Linked DNA regions of Rattus norvegicus: region 1 is linked to region 2. Evidence: chromatin contacts called from public Hi-C data. All regions are on one chromosome and are shown on one strand. Each heading gives the region's core, a stretch centred on a gene start, on an enhancer-like site or on the middle of the called end of the contact. The rest is flanking DNA. Distances are from core to core; before and after follow the strand shown.

Region 1 (4,012 bases), core at 523-3,022, 49 kb after region 2:
ATTTGCAAGCACATCGAAACAGCCTGATATGCTTCATTTTCCTCAGCCTCTCTGTCCGTGCTCATTCTGAGCTAGCCCACTTCTTTTCTGAAGCTGCACTGAACTTTTCCAGTGGACGGTACTGCTTTCCCACAACTCCCCTTCTCTCTAACTTCTTCTCACTTTCCTTCTCCCATTCCTTTCACTTAGTTTATTAGATGCTTAAAATGTACCAAGAGCTGTGACTGGACTTGAGATTAAAACATGTATGACCATAGCTCATGGGCCACCACTGGTCAGACAGTTTCCAAATATAAAGACTTGAGTCTTATGTGTATGTTTTCTTCCATTTTATCAAATTCCACTTCCTGGAGATTTTCTTAAACTAACAATTAGAACAGAACATAAAGAAATATTCTAAAGGCAAATCACTGCAACATCCCTAATAATAGTGAAAAAGTAAGTTGCCATGGCAAAAGTTATTTAAGTTTATGTATATGGAATAGTAAAAATATGTCAGTGTTAAAAATAATGTTATTACAATAAAGTTACTGAATTTCAAGGGAATAAATATGCAAACTAAGTTATTGAGATAAATATATAAAATATATAAATTAAGGAATTTCAAAGTATAAAGGTAGCAGTAATAATGACAGCAGCAAGTAGTCAGGTACGTTCAGTGGTCTAGGCTCTTTTTGGTATCTTTTCTTATCCATACAAAGCTTGTAACTGGACTGTAAAAAGTAAAAGTAATATTAAAAAACAGAATGAAGAAAAAGAAAAGTAATATAAAAATGCATGCACGGAGTTAGTTTCCTGTGACTAAGACAATGAGGAAGGACATTCTAGATTATAGATGGCATGAGGGGTGGGGTTTTGTCCGAGATGGAGTGTCAGAAGTGGAGTAGATGCACGCTGTGAAAGTGGCTTGAGACCTTTATCTTGGACATAGAAGCAGTTGGAAAATTTCAGTGTGGAAAAGGAAGGCTTTAGAAATCCTCAAGGCTGGGACAAAGTTTGTAAAAAGATGGGCTCACTGTGGCCTCAGAGGTTCAGGTGTGCAATAACGGTCACGATCAGAGCGGGGGAGATGGCTGGGAGGGAGTGCAGCGGGCACAGTGACTGTCTCTGGGTTCTTGATTGTTCCTGGAGTAGAGGACTATGTTAGAGAGGCACTAGAGCGATGAGACTGACGTTCTAGAAGACTGGTTAGGAGTGGAAGGGAGAGAGAAGACAGTATGTAGATGCGTGTGCATGTGTTAGGATTCTGTAGCAAAATGAGGAGTATACAGAGCCTGCCCTTAGAAGTTTCATTCTCAATGGTTTTAGTAACCTATGGTTGACCACGGTCTGAAAACATTAAGTGGGAAATTCTAGATATAAAGTATTCATAAGTTTAAATTATATGCTCTTTGAGAGCCGTGATAAAATTTTGTGTTATGCTACCCCATTCCACTTGGTATGTGAGTAAGGATTTTCATAGTGGCCTTGGTGTCAGGTCCTCTATTACTGTTCCCAAAGAGAGGTGGAGTGCTTTGGCCTTCAGAATTAATTTTTTTTTTTTTTTTTAGTTTAGCTATCTCATCCAAGATTATGAGTGGAAGTGCTGGGAATAAACTGTGTTCTTTGACTCCAGCTCTTTGTGACATTACAGACAGGGTCTGCCTCTCTTAAGCATTGGTTCCAGAACGAAGGCAGTGAGCCGATTTGTAGCCTTCTTGTACCTGGAGCAAAGCCATGATTGTCTCACAGCAGCCTCAGTAACTGCGCAATAAATAAGCATTCACAGAAAGCCAGTAGTGTTTGAAGGTCAATTATTAACTGCTGCAGCCAGATCTGTGGCAGCTGACCAATACAGCTGTCCCCTGCTTGACTCCTCCATTGTCTGCACGCTCCTTGAGGACCTGAGTTATTCATCTTCTTCGTCATCTGTCCAATGTCACCTGATGTCATTTACAACGGTGATCCGGTTCATTTAACTTGGAATGTGTGGAGAGGCTAATTCCCTTGTATTAGAGCAGTATGTCCTCGCAGTGTGATGCTGGAGACAGCTTTATCAGAATGATTATGAGATTTTCCAGAAATAGATTTCTTGATTTCCACTTGAGGGCGAAGGCCCAATCAGTTCTTAGATGCACTTAAGTTGGGAACTATTAGATTCAAAGTTACCTACCATTGTTTTATTTTGTCAGTCTACACTGGCACAGGTATAAAACTTGGGTGTGAAAGCACTGGTATAAAACAAATGCTTTTGCTTGCAGTTTTCCCCGGACCAGACCATTTTTATGATATGGTAGGATGGATGGATGGGTGGGTGGGTGGGTGGGTTGATAGACGGGTTGTGGATGGGTGGATGCATACATGCCCCACATTGCTTGCTTCTGGGCTAGGGAACAAATATTTGTCAGTTACTAGTGAGGAGATTATAGCTGTAAGGCTGATTGCACGTAGTTGGTACCTTTTCCCCATACTGTGTTCTTGAGGTTTTGTTCTTAGAGGTTAAATTTCACTTACATAACTAACACATGAGCATACTGGAAACTCAAAACATTACTGATAAACTCAAGGTTTCCTTTGTACTTCTCCCTGAGTCAGGCCCTACTGTCTACTTTTAGGATAGTTAACCTTCCAGTTTCTTTTTTCTGTCCCCCCTTCAGAGCATTGGCCTCAGCCAGAGTCTATGTATACATATGCATAGTTAGGAAATGACAAAAATTTCAGAAATTTCTCATATCTAAGACCTCATGGGGGCCTTTTGAGAAAAGTATAAAGTACTAACATCTTTTTTTTTTTTTATTTTTTTAAGCATTGTCTACTTTGGTCATTAAGTATTGTCTACTTTGGTCATTAAGTAAGTATTGTCTACTTTGGTCATTCTGAAAAGCATCTGCTTTCTGAATTGTGACTATGTTTGCTGGGTTATTGCTCTTCATATAAGAGAATTATACCTCAATAATGCCACGCCCCTTACAGTTCTAATTAATTTTCTCTTGTCCATAAGCTAATTTTGTTCTCATTTCCCTAAAGCACATTAAGAGTTTGTAATCAGATTCATATCAAGAATCTTTGCTCACAAGTTAATAGAAGCTATCAAATTTATTTAGCCACATCTTGTTATAATGGTTATCAGTACAATTTGTAGGAAATGTTTATACTTTGTGTGGATTTCCAAAGTTCATTTATAATCTAATTATTTGGAGCTCTGCTTTTATTTTTCTCTGACATAAGTCAGGTTCCTTATTTCTATCATGCACAAACACGTATTAAGAGTAACTCTCAAAAAAAAAAAAAGAGTAACTCTCAAGAACACTTGGTAAAAATATGTTCTTTGAACCACATCTGTCTTAGTTAGGGTTATTATTGCTGTGATAAAAACACCGTGGCCAAAGCAACTTGTCAAGGAAGAGGTTTATTTGGCTTACACTTCCCTATCACTGTTCATCATTGAAGAAAGTTGGTACGGGAACTCACACAGGGCAGGAACTGGGAGTGAGGAGCTGATGCAGAGGCCATGAAAGGGTACTGTTTACTGGCTTGCTCCCATGGCTTGCTCACCACAGATTTGATAGACTCTAGAACCACCCGTTACAATGGACTGGGCCCTTTACATCAATCACTAATTATACAATATCCCTCATGCTTGCTCACGGTCTGATCTTAGGGAGGCATTTTCTTAATCGAGGTTTCCTCCTCTCAGAAGACTTCAGATTATGTCAAGCTGACAGAAAACTGTCTAGCACTGTATCTTCAATAAAACATGATGTGCTTTTTAAAAATCTCAACCTGGCAAGTATAGTTTATCACATTGTGTGTGTGTGTGTGTGTGTGTGTGTGTGTGGTGTGTGTGTGTGGTGTGTGTGTGTCTGTGTGTGTGTACGTTTCTTCATATGTGTTCTGTCCATAGATGCACAGGTCAAATGAATAAACCTCTATTTCTCAGAAGATCTGCAGAATAAAGATGGCAGGGGTTGGGGTGAGGGTGAGGTTGGCTGTGTCCTTTATAAAAGTGATGAGCTATTGTTCTGTGTTTAAG
Region 2 (3,801 bases), core at 407-2,906:
TCCTTTGAGCTGGGTTCCTGGATTTTCTGGGGACTAGTTCCAGGTCCCTTAATTAATATGCTAGTATACGCAAAGGCCTTCACCTTTCAGCATATATGAAGTTCTGTCTGAATTTATGAATTATGAGTTATTTTTCCAGGTAAAAGCCACAACATCAGTGGGCAAGTCTCAGGGCAGCAACTGCATTTTGTATCAGTTCTTACGATTCTTGTCAACACGATGGACAGGCTGGGAGAATCAAGGAGGCAGGGGTTTAGAACAGGGACAGAGGCGCTATCTCTGAGAGTTATGCAAGGATGAAGGGAAGAGCCACAGGTTAGAAATAGTCCATTAACTGGGATGCTTCCCAACCCATAGACCTGCCCTTACTACTGGTCTGGGAGGGGGAACCTGGATAGCAGTTAGTTAGTGAAGTTGGAATGGATTTATTTCATTTTGGTTCCTTTGGGGGGTACTCTAGGTTGACTTTGACAGCCAGAGACCAAAGTAGGTGGTTTACACAGATTTCCAGCTGGCCTGTGGGCCACCAGGAAATCTGACCCCTACCCCTTAATTCTAACATTGGTTGCTAGGCACTTCCCTCTGGTCATCTTCTGCTGGCCACATGGCTAAGACAGTAGAGCTGTAAGAGAATCAATCACAGGCCTGCTATACAACTGTCCAGGTATGCTTCTGCCTTAGGTGTGTGGATCTGGCACTGAACTTGACGTGGAACCCACTTTATTTGGAACAAGGCCTTCTTTAGACTGGACAAGCTAGTCCTGGCTCCTTGATCTCCAGTCTGACAATTGTGTTAACAGAGACCCACGAATAAGAATCAGCACAAAAGAAAAGTTGCTGGTTGGGACTTGGCCACTGGCCTCATAGTTTTTACCTGCAATATTGACCACCAACTCCTACATCCATACATAACTCACAGACTGAAACCTAAATCCTGAAAAGGGGTGGATTCCAGCCCTTGTTTCTGTGGCAAGGATCAAACAGGGCAGGGGCAGGGGTGAAACTCAGTGAAGTGACATTTCATTGCGGGGCAGTCTCAGTGACAGGGTAGCCATGGGGACCTGGAGAGCATGTATCAGGGTGAGACCTATTTCCTGGAGAAATGGGCCTTTAAAGTTGGTCTCAGGGATTAGAGCCTCTGGATGGGGCAGGTGGCCCTGAGTCCCCTCAGAGCCCAGTGACTGACGGTTCTGGCAGGGCCTGTGGCCCTGAGCGTCCTCTTAGGTGGACGCACTCGCTCCCCATAGCTGCGACCCTGAGGAGACGCACGGGCGCGCGCACTGGGGCCCAGGTGGGACGGCCTGCGCGCGGCGCTCTCCGAGAGGAAACGCCCGCGAGCGCGCCTCTCACTTTCCTCAGGGGAGGGGGTGTTGCGGAAGGAGACAAAGCAACAGGCAGCAGAGGGCTGCAGGACACTACTCCGCGGAGCCGATCCTCCGCCGCCACCGCCTCCTCCTCCTCCGCGCGGGGCACCGCCCCCGCCGCCTTCGCCTTGACGTTGCCGGGGCCGACCCGGGTGCTCGCCACGGTCTCGGTCGCTAACGCCGGGGTGCGCGCTGCCGCCGCCGCCGGCCGTCCCGGGGCGCGCAACAAAGAGCCGCCCGCACTCGCGCGTCCAGCCCGGTTCCCCGCGCCGCAGCCCGGCTCGCCCGCATCCCCCGCGGCCCCGAGCCCCGCGTGGGCGATGGAAGATGGAAGGAAGAAACGCCGCGGTGAGCTCGCCCTCTGACCCGGGCTGGGGAGAGGGTGTGTGGAGTGTGTCAGGCGTCCGTACCTGAGCCAGGGTTTCTTTTGCCTTGTCGTTTGCTCTGCCCCATCAGGATCTCTGGGCCACTTCACTTTGTGCCGTGATAACTATTTTTCTTTTTCTTTTCCCGGCTGTTTTCTTTCTTTGTGCTTGTTGGGGGACCCGAGAGGGCCAACTTTTTGTTGTTAAGGTTGCGGGATTTTAATTCACTCCTGCCATGTAAACCTCATCTGGGGAGGAGCAGCCTGAAAGCTCCTTCTTGCCTAATGGTCTATAAAGAAGGCAAGCGTTAGAGAGGACCTAAGGTGCCCATGCTAGTCTGCCAAGTCAGCTCTCAGATTGAGTGACTATCCTGTTTCTCTGTCAGAAAGAAAAAAGAAATCCCTTGCGTGGAGACAATAAACAGACGGGGTTGGGGGTTATTCTATGTAACATTTCCATTAGCTTTTAAAGACATAAGTGATTCTGTTTTACATGCATTTAACTTTTTGTGCCATATCTTGGCAACTGATGTTATGAAAAAAAATTGTAAAGCAGGCTAACACAGGTTAGAGGTAGAGTTTACAATGCTGTCAGCTTCCTAAGTAGTAAGTGTTTACTTTTGCCATTGCCCTGGATGTAGAAGGATGTTAAACACCCACCAGGCAGAGGATGTAATGGGCAGTAGGGTTTCATTTTCCAGACACTGGCTCTCCCAACGGTGGGATCGGGGTTTCCGCCCTAGAGGATTTTTTTTTTTTTTTTTTTTTCTTTTGAGCGGATCCAGGTGCAGGTATAAGGAAGAGGGAGATCTGGAAAATCAATGTAAGTGGGATTTTGGCAATACATAGTCCAATTCATTATCTGCACTCCAGTAGGTACAAAGGATGGACGTTGCCAAGCTGCTTGGCCAGTGAGTAAGACAGGATCTGTGCTCTCTAGGAGCCTGCTTTTTGTTAGCAGACTCTGAGTGGGTTCTAAGTAGGAACCTGAGGAAGCAGGGAGTCCTTCTTACAGTCTTGGAAGTCCCAAAAATGCCCTGGTCCTTGTAGGCTTGGAGTTGGTTAGCTTTTTAAAAATGCTGTAGGGAGAGGATGTTCCCTGCTGAGAGAGAACAAATACACTTTCTACTCTCTCCCAACAAATGCTTTCCCAGCCTTGCTTAGGGTATTTACAAATTCCCTGTAGAAGTTCTGGAGTGATTTGCCATTCATTATTCATAAACTAAGTCACCAGTGTTATAACGGGTTAATCTGGGTGTTCGTTTAGAGGCGAAGCTGTGAAAATCAAGATGTGTGTGTCCTTTGGCTTTAAGGCTGCTTTCTTAGAGGATTATGGGGATAATGCCACCCGGCGATTATGAAAAGATGATAATTTGGAGTTTGGGTAGGATTAAAAGGTGAGTAATACATGGTGATCATTCTCAGGTTTGTCTGCAACATATTCAGGCTCAACTGAGCTTTAGGATGACGGGAAAGAAAAAAAAAAACGTAATCAAAGCCTGTGCTTAAGTATGTGAAATATGGTTATAAAAGTCTGGGGATGTAGTCTAGCCTGAATCATGGTTTGCTACATGCGTTCTCCACCATGTTCTACCAGGACCATGTTCAGAGGCCTTTGGTTTTCTTCCTGAGTATTAAATAGTGCTAAATATTGAACCCATGGCTGATGTATGATATATATACATATATATATATATACATCATATATACATATATATATGATGTAGCTGTATTCCTACAGACACCTTTCTTGAGTTCTGAGTTAAACCGACCTTGATTTATTTTAGGGAGTACTAACAAAGTTCTCTAGATTTCATACTAAGATATCAATGAATTTCATAGAAGATCCTGATGAAATTCTTCAGAGTGTTAGTTCTCAGTGTTCATGTCCTGACAAGCTTGTGTTATTTGTGATATTGGATGTCCATTAGGAAATGAAATGGTGCTGTATTCCTTAGCACCGTTCTGTGTTTCTGAGCTACATGGCCATTTTCCAAAGTTCCAAATAGTGCTGCTAGTTGCAGTGACTGTTTGAGCATATAATGAGAATTTGAAGTGTGTGGTTGACAAGTT

What was found. Hi-C and Micro-C count contacts between places; a contact is called where the count stands out from the background.
Region 1: a contact with region 2 is called in a Hi-C map of kidney, with 2.4 times the contacts expected there. The contact joins the enhancer-like site here to the promoter of Psd3 in region 2. A contact is called at or near these places in 4 of 12 Hi-C or Micro-C datasets (hepatocytes, kidney, liver and 1 more).

What each region holds. Positions count from the first base shown.
Region 1 is chr16:26,453,284-26,457,295 of GRCr8, forward strand. All of the region lies in intron 1 of Psd3 (pleckstrin and Sec7 domain containing 3), which reads left to right. Among named protein-coding and RNA genes, the nearest start is that of Psd3, 49 kb to the left of the region's middle. Within about 2 kb of position 1,773, at least 11 of the 93 cell types and tissues checked have an H3K27ac peak or open chromatin away from gene starts, as enhancers often do. A contact at or near this core is called in hepatocytes and kidney, where this site is marked.
Region 2 is chr16:26,404,268-26,408,068 of GRCr8, forward strand. Psd3 (pleckstrin and Sec7 domain containing 3) reads left to right here and starts at 1,657. Exons shown (of 16, transcript NM_001419764.1): 1 at 1,657-1,712. The coding sequence starts at 1,692.